Linked DNA regions of Mus musculus: all the other regions are linked to region 3. A link is a contact called in public promoter capture Hi-C data. All regions are on one chromosome and are shown on one strand. The core of a region is the stretch at or near the end of the contact, and the rest is flanking DNA. Distances in the headings are between cores, read along the strand shown. Region 1 overlaps Dap (death-associated protein). Region 2 has its middle 16 kb from the start of Gm41285. Region 3 holds the start of Ropn1l (ropporin 1-like).

The links. Promoter capture Hi-C pulls out the DNA fragments that hold promoters and counts their contacts.
Region 1: a promoter capture Hi-C map of liver shows a contact between it and region 3. The contact joins the enhancer-like site here to the promoter of Ropn1l in region 3. A contact is called at or near these places in 4 of 39 promoter capture datasets (hematopoietic stem and progenitor cells, liver and neutrophils), 2 of 115 datasets of contacts at active chromatin or transcription factors (memory CD8 T cells and pancreatic cancer cells) and 2 of 9 other capture datasets (adipose tissue and liver).
Region 2: a contact with region 3 is called in a promoter capture Hi-C map of pre-B cells, with 3 times the contacts expected there. The contact joins the enhancer-like site here to the promoter of Ropn1l in region 3. A contact is called at or near these places in 14 of 39 promoter capture datasets (the 3T3-L1 cell line, the C10 cell line, the HPC-7 cell line and 9 more), 1 of 15 datasets of contacts at CTCF or cohesin (pro-B cells), 5 of 484 Hi-C or Micro-C datasets (B cells, the HPC-7 cell line, bone marrow-derived macrophages and 2 more), 6 of 115 datasets of contacts at active chromatin or transcription factors (cardiomyocytes, embryonic stem cells, extraembryonic endoderm stem cells and 3 more) and 2 of 9 other capture datasets (adipose tissue and liver).

What each region holds. Positions count from the first base shown.
Region 1 is chr15:31,246,331-31,250,737 of GRCm38.p6, forward strand. All of the region lies in intron 2 of Dap (death-associated protein), which reads left to right. Among named protein-coding and RNA genes, the nearest start is that of Gm41285, 15 kb to the right of the region's middle. Within about 2 kb of position 2,216, at least 63 of the 459 cell types and tissues checked have an H3K27ac peak or open chromatin away from gene starts, as enhancers often do. A contact at or near this core is called in hematopoietic stem and progenitor cells and liver, where this site is marked.
Region 2 is chr15:31,277,289-31,281,660 of GRCm38.p6, forward strand. It overlaps the pseudogene Fam136b-ps. Among named protein-coding and RNA genes, the nearest start is that of Gm41285, 16 kb to the left of the region's middle. Within about 2 kb of position 2,438, at least 63 of the 459 cell types and tissues checked have an H3K27ac peak or open chromatin away from gene starts, as enhancers often do. A contact at or near this core is called in B cells, hematopoietic stem and progenitor cells, pre-B cells and 1 more, where this site is marked.
Region 3 is chr15:31,451,695-31,455,555 of GRCm38.p6, forward strand. Ropn1l (ropporin 1-like) reads right to left here and starts at 1,995. Exons shown (of 5, transcript NM_145852.2): 1 at 1,719-1,995. The coding sequence starts at 1,849. It overlaps Gm49208 (a long non-coding RNA gene), which reads left to right and starts at 1,977. Exons shown (of 2, transcript XR_003951491.1): 1 at 1,977-2,218; 2 at 2,986-3,861.

The DNA of each region.
Region 1 (4,407 bases), core at 966-3,465, 210 kb before region 3:
TGTGTTCTGATATTCTGAAGTGTCACCGTCTCGTTAGAGCCAGGGACAGACTGTCGAGAAAATTGGAGACCCAAAACAAGTGAGTCAGAAAACCAGACTCCCTGTAGGTCAGAAGAACAATTCGTAAAAGACCAAATGTCTGTAAATAAATATCAGTGGCAAACAAATACAAAATAAAGCCGCACTTCTCTTGCATTAAAAGAGAAAAATGAAAATAAAAAGATAAGCCGGGCTGGAGAGACGACTCAGTCAATTGAGCACTGGCCATGAAGCATGGAGGTGGTTTCCAGTCCCCAGCACCCTCATAAAAGCTGGACATGGTGGTGTGTGCCTGTAAGCCCAGCTCTGCGGGACGCAGTCCGGAAGATCCCTGAGGCTTGCCAGCTAGCTAGCATAGCTGAGCTGTAGAGATCTGGGTTCGCAGAGATGCCTGTCTCAACATAATAGGGTAGAAAGCCACTGGGGAAGATACCCAATGTCAGCCTCTGGCTTCCACATGCCTGTGCACACCCGGGGCAGGGGAGGACATTTCCCTGATACTGTTTCTTTTTTATTAATTGCATATGAGTTGGCTGTCTCCACCTTGAGCTCGCCTCTCCTTGCCTCCCAGCTTCCTTGTTGAGCTCCTTGGACTGCAACCAGGGAATTCGTACTTTCTTCTCTGTCCCTCACGTCGTGAATGCCTGGAGACAGTCCCCTCCTCACTGAAAACAAGGCTGCAGCCCCATCCTGTGTGCATCTCACACCTCCTTGTTGTGGCTCTGCCTCAGCTCTGAACACTGGCCCACCAGGCTGGGAAAGACTTCCCAGATGGCCTCTCCTCCTCTGTTCTTAGGAGGGTGGTGGAGTTGGTGTTTACATAAGTAGCTGGGCCGCCCTCTGTCATAGCACTGACTTGGTCATGGCCGCTACTCTCTAGTCCTCCACTCGCAAGCTCCCAGTGCTGCTTCTCTCCTCTCCCGCTGTGTCAGCCGCATGCTGTCCTGGCGTGCTGACAATCAGCTCTCCATGGATACCTCACAGTTCTGCGGTCTGCATCCTGAGAGCCAGGACGCACCACCGAGATGGCATTACCCTGAAAGGAGGCATTCCAGGTCAGAGGGGCTTGAGCACTGCCCCTTCCCAGATATATCCAGATCAGAGGAGGAAAGGCTCCATCTTTCACCCCTGAGATGGATGCTGGTGGTGTCTGCAGCCAAGGAGAGCTGTCTCCCTGTCTCCAGAGAGGAGAGAAGATGCACCAGAGCCCTGTGTAACATCAGCCACCCTCATTTCAGGGGTTCCATCCTAGGAGGACCCCACTAGCATCACAGGTGACATCTGGTCCTTGGGATGCCGCCGTTTTACTGTAGGAATTGATGCTTAAGGGGCCGCTGCTACAGATCACTGGCCTGGCTTTTATTCCCATTTGTCTGGAAATGGTGGTTGTTTCCCATGAGCTGGGAGAAAAGAGAGACCTTAGATCTCTGTTCTCTCTCCCTCTCTCTTCTCTCTTAAATCTCTTAAGTGTGTATACACGGTATGTGTGGTACACACACACACACACACAGTGGTAGACTAGGGGCTTGACTATGAATCCTGAGTTCTGAGCCAGTCACCTTACCAGCAGTGTCCATCCTCCTCTGGGAGACAGGAGTGGGCAGAACCTCTCAGACTAACGTACTTGCAGATCACAGGCTGACCTTTATCCGTGGATCTGCTGGACCTGAGATGCCTTTCCCTTCACTCCAAAGCATACGCGTGTCCCAGCCTGTGCAGTGCCCTCCCTAAGAGGAAGTTGTTACAACTCCACAATGGACTTGTGCCTTTGCGGGTTCTCCTGAGGAGAGAAGGAGGCAGATACAGAAGAACTGTCCGCAGAGTAGCATTGAAAGTGCTTTTCATAGGACTCTAATCTGCTCTGCAAAGTTTGTCATTCAGGCTATTGAATCTGTAATTACATGGCGTCCCCCCTGGGCCCTGGAGGATACGAGGTTTAGAAGATTGTCGTGGATGTTAAACAAGCAATCCAGCCTTGTTCAGAAAGCCTCATGACCAAATAACGGCACATGTAAGCTATGTTCAGACTCATCTAGGTCGTTTTTTCCATCTTCACATCTGCAGGAAAGCTGATGTGGCTCCGTTTTATGGTTGAGAAGTTCAGCCCAGAAAGGCTAAGACCGTGCTCTCGGTCACACTGACACACTGAGCTGGGATTTGGCTCGAATGTCTGACCTCAGAGGTGATTGTCACTCTGGGCACACGGCCTCTGTTCTGGTGCCCAGTGGTGTTTCCCCCAAAGACCTGGGGCAGGTTATTGAGGAAAGTGTGTGGGGGTGAAGCATCTTTGCAGAATAGGGTTGCCTTACTGGGCACTGGTCTCCAGCTGAGATCATCTCAGAAGGGGACACTTCTGTAGCTTCCCACCTACCCTGAGTAGGTGCCAGCATCGAGGTAAACAGGGCACTGGAACAGTCGGTGTGTAAGTGTCCGTGCAAGGGGCACCGGCTTCTGTGGAAGGGGTTTGTTCTCTCTCAGCTTCTAGTGCAAAATGACAGCCCACACAGGAACCAACCAATCCAGGATCTGAGGCCCTGTACTTCCAAACTGGACTTACTGGTACACAGGAAGTCACTCCGATTTCAGAGCTGGGAGATGTAGGAGGCTTTCGCAAAGAAAAGAGATCAAGAAGGAAAAACACGAAGAGGAGGAAGTTTGAGTTGGGGTAAAAACTGCTGACTCATCGCCGCTAAAGCCCGTTAGGACCCTAAGTGGAAAAAGCTTGCCTTAAATGAGAAGGCAGTGCCAGTGGGGCCCGCAAAGACAGCTGAAGAAAGAAAGGTTTGTTCTCCTTGAGCCAGAATCTGTTCCATATGGGACTGCAGATGGGAAAGAAAAGCAGACCATCCAGCCTTGGCAGGTCAGAGCCCACAAAATGGAAATGTCAGAGAGAGGGAGAGGGAGATGCAGGAAGTGGGCAGGGCAGGGCAGCCAGCATCTCTGGAATTCCCAGGTATCTTTGGGGTAGTTCAGACCTTGCCTATGGGTGCAGCTCCTTCCTTCTGAATGAGAGGCCTGGACAGGCCAAGCCAGGGAAGTGAGGAGCCTTCTCCCCTTGAGCCTCCCCTCTTGCATCACATGCTGTGTGTGAGGGAGACATTTCATCTTGGGGCTTGAGCTTGACTCCCGATGTACAATTTCTTTTGCAATCATTGACTACATGTGTGATATGGACTACATGTGTGATATGTGTGATATCAACTACATGTGTGATACAGACTACAAGTGTATCCACTACATGTGTGATATGGACTACATGTGTGATATGGACTGCATGAGTGATATTGACCACATGTGTGATATCAACTGCATGAGTGATATGGACTGCATGAGTGATATGGACTACACATGTGATATCAAATACATGAGTGATATCAAATACATGTGTGATATGGACTACATGTGTGATATGGACTACATGTGTGATATGGACTGCATGAGTGATATTGACCACATGTGTGATATCAACTGCATGAGTGATATGGACTACATGTGTGATGTGGACTACATGTATGATATCGACAACAAGTGTGATGCTAATTAATTAAACAACTCAGGGCTACATCATCTGGAAGAGTCAGAGTTATACATGGACTATTTTCATCTTACACAAAGAAAAAGAGCCCTGAACTGCCTGGGATTCTGGCTCATGGCCCCCATTTGTCCCTGGGGTCTTGGCCCATGCCTGCTGGGTGGCCCCAGGTAGATCACTAAGCTTTGGCACCTGTCTCCTTGTCCAGAGCCCAGAATTTTTACATGTGTCTTTTTCTCTTCTGTTTATAGTAGCAAGAAAACGAGATAGAAGTGAGAATCTGTAGTTTTGACAAGCAGCCAGAGCTCAGCATGCATTAGTGGCTGTCCATATTTGTGAGATTCCTGGAAGAGCTCGGAAAGCAGAAGTTGGTCTACAGAAAGCTTGCTGGCTGGTCCTTGTAGAGATATCTCTATTGGGAGGCTAGTTTCCTTCCAGATGTTTAAAAATCACTCCACTCCAGGATTAAAGATGCTGTAAAGTTTTAGTTTTAAAACACTGGGGTTTATTTATTGTGCACATGAGAGTACCTTGCCTGCATGTACATCTGTATAAGTATGAAAAGGTCAGACGAGAGCATTGGCTCTCCTGGACCTGGAGTTACAGATGTGTGTGAGCCTCCCTCCATGTGAGGCCGTAGCATGAAGTGGGGCCACCTCTCCAGCCTCATGCTGTAAAGGCTCCATGGAGAGTTATTGTTCAATGTTTTTACAGAGCACAGGAAGTAGATGATGCTGTGCCCAGTCATCCGTTAGTCCCTCCTTACAGGGTCACACAGACACCCAGACAAAGCACCATTTGTATTTTGCCATTTGCTGCAATCATCTTCCAGACAG
Region 2 (4,372 bases), core at 1,188-3,687, 170 kb before region 3:
TGACCAGAAGTATCACCACAGCACCTTGCATATGCTGGGAAACAAAACCCAGTAGGCTAGGAATTCAGAGGAAAGGATTCCCTTTCAAATCTATATTTTGCTTAGTTTTGTCTTATATGCAGGGCACACTGGATCTAAGATACAGGAGGCAGAATAGTTTGAGTCACTTCTAAAGGTTCCTGGTATTATGTACCATCGAGATGGGAATGTCCATTTCTTCAAATTCTGTTACTCTAGAAGCCCCTGAAGAAGCCGGACAGTGTCACACAGTGAACATGGCAAACAGCCTCCCTCACTAACTTGTGCAGCAAAGTGACACATCCTTATGAAAAGCAAGGGGGTTGGCTGTCACTCACATGCCAGTCGCTGAGAATAAACAGTATATAGGAATTGTTGAGAAGTGCGAACCCAGTATTAACCAGCTCTGAATCTACAGAGCCTTGTAGCAACAAGAAGGCCAGAAAGTGAGCAACTTTGGGCCAGAGAGCAAGGACCACTATAGAGCAAGAGAGACACACACTTTCTTGCCAAATGCCATTTTTGCCTGGGCTTTTTTTTTTTTTTTAATTTTTAATTTTCTTTGCAGTGCAGTGTTGCTGGCCCAACATAGCACCTTATCTTTTGGATAAGTACTATGTTGTATTTATACCAATTAATTACTTGAAACAGTGATACATCTGTCTGTTTGCTGTGTCAAGCCTGCAATATATTTTCAAAGTGATTTGGTTTTTAAATAAAGTTTCATTGTCTCCAAAAAAAAGTCACTGTCAGCAAATGACAAAGCTGAGGCTTGCATCCACATTGTTTTGACTCCAGAATCATCTTCTCCACAGAGCTTCGAGCCTCTGGCCATGTAGAAGGAAGGGCTGCTGCCTGTCTGGTCAGAGTAGGAGAGGCAGAGGGCCAAGCTATTGCTGGGCTTTCAGGCTTGTAGCCAAGATGTTAGGGAGAGTGATACCAACGGGAACATGAATGGAGAAAGAACCTGGATGGGAGAAGAGACTACTCACCGCAGGCTCTTACATGGCCTCAGGCAGAGCTTCTGATTAGAGATTTTACAAGTTGAAGTGAAGGCTGGGAGAGATGCCAAGGCCAGGTGCTGCCTGGGGTCCATCGTCATGGAAGCTCTATTGAAGGGTAAGGACTGGTGAAAGAGGGGGTATGGACACTCCCCCTGGGAACTGTGCAGATGTGACTGCAGAGATGCTGTTGAGACAGGGGTGCACGCCAGAAAGCACATGGGGCAGATGAGACAGACTGAACAGGACCAGGAAGCTAAGCAGGTGACCTTGAGCTAAGTAGGCTCCCATAAACAACCCTGGGAGCCTAGAGCAGAGGAAACCCCAACATTGCTTCCTCCTGGCCAAGGAGGGCAAATGTCAAATTCAAATGAGCCCTGGATTTGTTCTAGGTAGATCAACACCCACCCATTTTCTGGGTCCTTTTAGCTCCTGGTTCCCCGGGACAGCCAACTCCAGGGCTCAGGATAGGCCCCAGTTTAAGCTCTACCTTGTCTGCTTGCTACCCATAAGACCTTGGGCAACTTGCTTCTCTTCTCTAAGCCTCAGTTTTATTGTCATAACACAGGGAACTAGGAACTTTGCAGAACCTCCCAGAAGTTCCCTGATAACCGCTGTACATAATAAGACAGTGGGTTCTCTCATGACCTTGATTTATCATCATTCTGGTTTATAAAACAAGATCGATTGGAGATGCTGTGAATTCTGTCCAATTATCCAATTCCAAGAGGAGGTGGGGAAAGAGAAGAGGAATCAGCCCTGGGGTGTGCTCAGGAGCACAAGTCGCCATCACAAGCTTAGCAGCTGCCTGGAAGATGCACAGCACTGCCCTGCACACCCATCCTTGCTCCTCCATAGAGCAAGTGTGGCAGCCAGATGAGCCTTTGTGTGCAGCCAGAAGCAGAGACCCGGCTTGTGGTAGCCCTGGTCAGTGGACAGCAGAATGGGCATCAGCCAAACAGAGGGCATAGCCTGGCCTAGTACAGCCTTGAACTCAGATGCCCTAGAGCCAGGTGGGAGGCAGATACTGGCCAACCCAGCAGGTTTGTGATTAATTAATTATTTTCTAAACATCTGCCTCCTGCCTCCACAGCCCCTGGTGTTCTGCTGTTCTGCAGGTTTCCTGACTTCCCAGCTGCTGTGCTGGTTAAAACATTACCTTCTACAGACTCGAAAGTAATTTTTCCCCCCAAGACAGGGCATCCTACTGGCCTCTGCAGGATCAAAACACAAACCAAAACAAGAAAACAAACACACAAACAAAACAAAAAACAAAACAAAAAAAAAACAAAAAACAAAAAACCCTCTGCCTTTCACAAGGCTCCAGAGGGGCTTCCCCAGCCATATTCTCCCGAAGAACCAGGAAGCGGCAGTAAATAACTTTGTAACTGTGGCCTGGGCTGGGAGTCCCCAGAGAACCAGAGCCAAAGGGCGTGACTACACACAGTCACAACTCATAGAACATTGTAGCCAATAACTGGCCTCATAGATCTCACTCTATGCTGGGGATTTCCCTGAGACTACATCACCTAGGGACACAGTGCCTGTCACGGGCTGTGTAAGCACACACGAGGTCTGAAAATGGCAAAATCATGTCATGGCTCATTTCTCAGAGCAAACACCTGTTTTAAGTGGCATCTAGCTATACGCAGACATACATGCAGAAACACATTCATAGAAACTTGTTTGCTCTTTTTTATTTTATAATTTCATATCCATGTACATTGTGTTTTATTTTTTACTTTTATTTGTATGCGTATATATGGGCATGTGTCTCTGTGTGTGTGTGTGTGTGTGTGTGTGTGTGTGTGTAGCCTATGGGTGCCTGGTGGAAGGCTATGTATATACCCTTGAGCACAGGCAGAGGCCAGAGGAAGACAGCAGGTGTCCTGTTCTCTCATTCTCTTCCCTATTCTCTTAAGACGAGGTCTCTCACTGTGCCTGTAACAAGGCTGGCAGCCAGCAAGCCACAGCGAACCTCCTCTTTCCATTCTATACAGCAATAGAGTTACAGACACAGGTGGGAGTGGGGGATGCTGGGGATTTGAGCTTGGGCCCTCAGTTTTATGAGGGAAGCCCTCTTGACTGCTAAACCAGCTCTCGGCCCTGCAATGTGGCTCTGGAGTTTCTTTACAGTTTCGTATACATGATATGTTTTGACCAGATTTACCCTCCTGTCCTCCTCCTGTCACTCTCATCCAAACCATGCCTTTCCAACCACTCCCTCTCCTGCTTTTGCATCCTTTTGTTGAGGTGGCAGCGGCAGATGCAGAGGCGGAGGTGGTAGGTTTGAAACAGACTCACTGTGTAGGCCTAACTAGCCTGCAACATGCTAGGTAGACCATGTTGGCCATCTTCTTGCCTATGTGTCTCTCTTAGTGCTGGGACCACAAGTATAAGTCTAGATGGAGAGAGCCTACCTCAAAATAATAAAATAAAATAATGAAATATTTTTAAAATACAGATGAGAGTTAGCTCATAACGCTATAAAGACTGGCAAATGCATTGTGTAGAGTGGGCCAGTAGGATGCAGACCTGGGAAGAGCTGAGATAACAGTGGGAGCCCAGGGCTCGTCTATGATAGACCTCCCTGGCTCTTGGAGATATCAGCCTCAGAGGCACAGCTTAAAGGGCAGATGGAGGACAGTCTGCTCTAGTCCACTGCTACCAATTTAAGCCATATTCAAAACTGCACACCCCCTACAGACATCCAGCATAATGTTTAACCAAGTATCTAGACACCATGGCATGTTTACACAGAAAATAAACCAACATGAATTCACCACTCAAGTTCACCTGGGTCCCAGAGGATTTCGGATCTGTTTCCCTCTGACCTCACTGAGGTGTCTGCAAGCCTTTGCAGCACTCTGTCTAGCGTTGGCTGTGCTCTTCCAAAGAGGCCATCTGAAATTCAATTAAGGACACTCGTGACAAGAGAAAATACGTTTCCCTCTTCCTCCCCCCTTATCCTAAATATTATGATAAATCCAACTGCCGTGCTTTAAAAAAAAAATCCAATTTGTCAACTGGAAAAAACCCAGCACCATCTGATATAATGAAGTCCTATAATCAGGAGGATTTGGGACTCTGCTCAGAAGCCCTAAATGAGATTTTTTATTACATTTCAGCATTGTCGTTATGACTGTTGCAGGCCACTTGAAAGAGACAGGCCAGCATTCTAAAGCTGTTGCTTGCAAGTCACAAGAACCCTTCATGGTCACTTCCAGAGACATTCTTGGGATTGTGGAATGAATTTAAAGAATCAATAAGGACACTCATTATCCCTAGAGCAATGGTTGTCACCCGGGAGTGATATCCTACAGGAGACAATTTTTGTTGTTAAAACTGGAAAG
Region 3 (3,861 bases), core at 745-3,244:
TGACATGGGTGCTAGAAGCTCAATTCAGGTCTATTGGGAAAGCAAGCAAATACTGCTAACTGAGACCCATCTCTCCAGCACCCCATGCCCTAAGGTCATTCCTTTTTCAACAGCTGCTTTCTGAGGTAATTGGCATTAAACACCTCGACACATTCACCTCTAAGTGGTGCAGACACACAAAGGCTTCCCACTTTCCATCTTTCCCAGTTCTGCCTGGGTCTACCCCCCACCCCCACCCCCCCCAAAAAGTTCCATTCTAGGAATCTGAAAATGTGTGAGCTGGAGGTTAAGGAGGCACAGAAATGGCTTGGGGCAACAACTTGAGTGAATTCCCTTCGGATTTGGCCAGCACGAGGCCTTGTGCCAGGCAAGGTCTTAAGCCACAGTCAAAGAACTTGTAGCCAGGAAGATGAACATGAAATTAAGCACCAGGGCACCAGGTATGTCTATGAGTTATCAGAAACCATCTAAATCTGAAACATAGATAGATGGACATGGATAGTGAAGACTGAATAGATTAAAGGCAACCCCCTCTCTCTTCACCCTTTAGGGTCAACTCCACCTATAACTACTAAGACTTTTGTGCTCCTCTCTGTGGTTTCGTTAATGAGCTAAGGAGTGGTGCGGACAGCCACGAGAGAAACAGATGCAGAACTGTTGACCTAAAAGTCCAGGCCCCGGTTACAATGCTGTGGCTTGGTGGATTCACACCTATTCATAGTTGTTCCCTCATCGGCAGTCTAATGAATCAGGGATTTCTTGTGTAAGGCTTCAAAAAAACTCTCTCTGTAGTATTAATAAATGTGCCAATAGGGGCGGAGACTTGAAGTGCAAATAAACTTTCATAAAGACACCCTAGCCCTTCTCTCTAAGGCTCGAGCATATGTAATATCGCTGAGGGGTTATTGAGAGAACTGACAAAGGGACCGCTGGGCTCACAGGTGACCCTGACGGAGCTAAGTAAGACATCCAGGTCCTGTCCCCTGAAGCCCCGTGAGAGGTACTCTACATGGCAAGCGTCTTTGCACAATTAAGGACTTTAGATGGGGGAAACTATCCTGAAGAAACGGTATGGCTCCTAAATGTATCACAGGACTCCTCAGGAGAGGAAGGCAGAAGAGAACCCACGGATTGTAGAAGGGCCAGGAAGTTCCAACAGCCGAGTCTGATATGGAAGCAGCCACCCCAAACGCCTGTTGCCTGCTCCAGATGTTTTGTTGCTTTTACCTCCAGAGCTGTCGTTTTTTAAAAGTCGAGTTGTTAAAACAGCCAAAAGTAACGAAACCACCTTAGCTAATATAGTTCAGAGAAAGTTAGCAAATTTTGGCTAAAAATAGTTATTCTCGTGATTTAAAAAGTGGCACAGTTCTCTTGTAAAACCGAAAGAATGAGTGTTAAGATTATAATGGTCAGGCCCTTGAAAGGGTTCCTGTCCTTGTTTCTAGAGTGTGAAGGTTCGCTAGCTGTGAGCTGTGCTGGACAATTTTCTCAGGTGGCAGCTTTCACATACCTCTGCCTCATTTGGGGGTGGGTGGGGGCATAATTCAGTTGTTCTGGGCGGTTTCATTTATAACATCCCTGTAACTGATTTTTTTTTTTTTTTAAACTCAGCGGAGCCACTTTTTGCCCCGCGGTTGGTGTGCAAGCTTTGTTAGTCTACACCCACAACGTCGGCGTCTGTACTCGGTAACGGGGTGAGGTTCCCTGGCCGGCCTTACCCCGCCGACCACTGCAGCACGTCCGCCGGCTGCGTACGGATGGCAGCCTTGGTGAACTGCTTGAGGATGTCCGGCAGCTCCGGGGGGATGTGGATCTGCTGCGCGCAGAACATGGTGTCGGGCAGCGGCATCGTTCTGGGGAGACCGCGGCGGCCTGGGACGTTGTGCTGCGGGGAGGAGAGGCAGGGTCAGCGCAGCGGGCGGCGGGGAGGGACTGCTCCGCCCCCTCAGGAAACTGAGGCCCAACCGCCCAGAGCGGATAGAGCACGCGATTGTGGCGTGCGGTCTCCAGGCAACCCGAGCTGCGCATGCGCACAGCCTCAGCAAACAAGGGGCGGACGTCCGGCTGGCCTCTGTGACCAACGAGTGACCACAGAGCGGAGAGCGCCATAAAACAGCTTGTTTTCCTAAAACGCGGAGGTTGCGCTAATCCGAACCCCAAGAGGTCTCGACCAGGGTCTCGGCTTGGCGTGTGACTCCATTTGGTCCACACACCCACTGTATGAATACACATTTCCAAACCAAAGCAGCTTGGCAAAAAAACATTTAGTTAATAGAATGGGAAAACAAGGACTCTCAGACACTGTTGACAGAAATGAGCGTTTATCTGGGGACTACAGGATTTTCTAACGACTTAGCAATATTTATCCTAAGGGGGGGGATAGGCATAAGGAGTAAATAATAATGCCTATTATGTAGCTTGGTAGGTTAACTTTTATTAAAACCTCTATCATGGTCTCCAAAGAAAAACAACACAATCGGGTAAAACCAACAGAGTTAAAATCTGATGTGGGGACTGCGAGACTCGCAAGGCTGGGGTTCATTTGAGCTGGGAATTGGAGACCAGCCTGGGCAACATTTAGCGCTTCAAGAAGCAACAAGTCTGTTCCCACCCACACCACCACCACCACCACCACCACCACCACCACCACCACCACCACCACCACCACCACCACCACCACCACATGACTGGTGAAGCGGAAAAGATTGTAAAACAATCTGGGTGTGCAGGTGTCTGTTCCTTTTATTCTTAAAAGTCTCAGGTATAAATTGTGACAATTCAGCTTTTGTTTTCTTAAGTGAATTATATTTTGCTGTTGTATCTAAAAAAAAAAAAAAAAAAAAAGTGAGCCTAGCCTACATTGACCTTTTTTTTCCCTACATAAGTTACTATTAGTTCGTTTGTACAGTATCTGTAGTGTGAATGTTTGCTTTTCATTCTGTTACCAGTCCAAATACTTCACTTTTTTTTTTTTTTTAATTTCAGCATCCATGCCCCGTTGTGTGGAATCCACTGAATACATACGGAAGTGTCTGCTTTACCAGATACACTATGGCAAGGAAATGGCCACCTAAGCAAAATGGGTGTGGTTCCTGAGCAAGAAGCTCCTTCCTCCTCCAAGTACATCCTAAAGCATAAATGAACGAGCCGAAAGAAAGTCTTAGGCACGGTTGTATAAGCAAAGGAGATTAAAGAAAACAAAACAAAATAAAAAAACCCAACGCAATGGCTAAACAACATAAAGTGATGCAGAGGGGCCTGTGCCTTGCTGACAGTCTACCCATGGTTTTAAAGGCTTGCAGAGTAGCAGCAGGAGGCTGATGGAGGACTAGGTGTGTATGTGTGCAGACCTAACGAGCCCACTGAGGAAGCAGCTAGGCCTCAGCGGTCTCCCCGGAGGGAGTCCTGTGTGCTGGCTTGGGCAGCTGACTTCTCGCTCTCTCTTCCATCTTCTGGTTACTATCTGTTCTGCACTTGTGGTCCTTGGAGGCAGACATCTTCAGTCACTTAACACATCAACTCTCCTAATCACTGTGTTTCAGGAGATAACCAGTTTTGAGTATTGGTTTCCTTTGGCGAGGACTTTCAACTTCACAGATTAAAGAGGGAGGTCTGGGGTTCAAAGAGCATATTTCCACCACTCCTACATTAAACAGCAATGTATTTAATTGGGTGGAGATGAGGAAAATGTTGAAAGCTTTTGAAAAACTTGAACTTAGAAAAACTAGAAATGGCCCCTAAAACCGAAAGATCTCACAATCATAAAGGAGAAAAGGCCACGCAACCCTTTCCTTCTCAGGCATGTAGGCAATGACATAAAACGGTTTCTGATGTGTCTTGTATCAGGCTCCATCCCAAAGC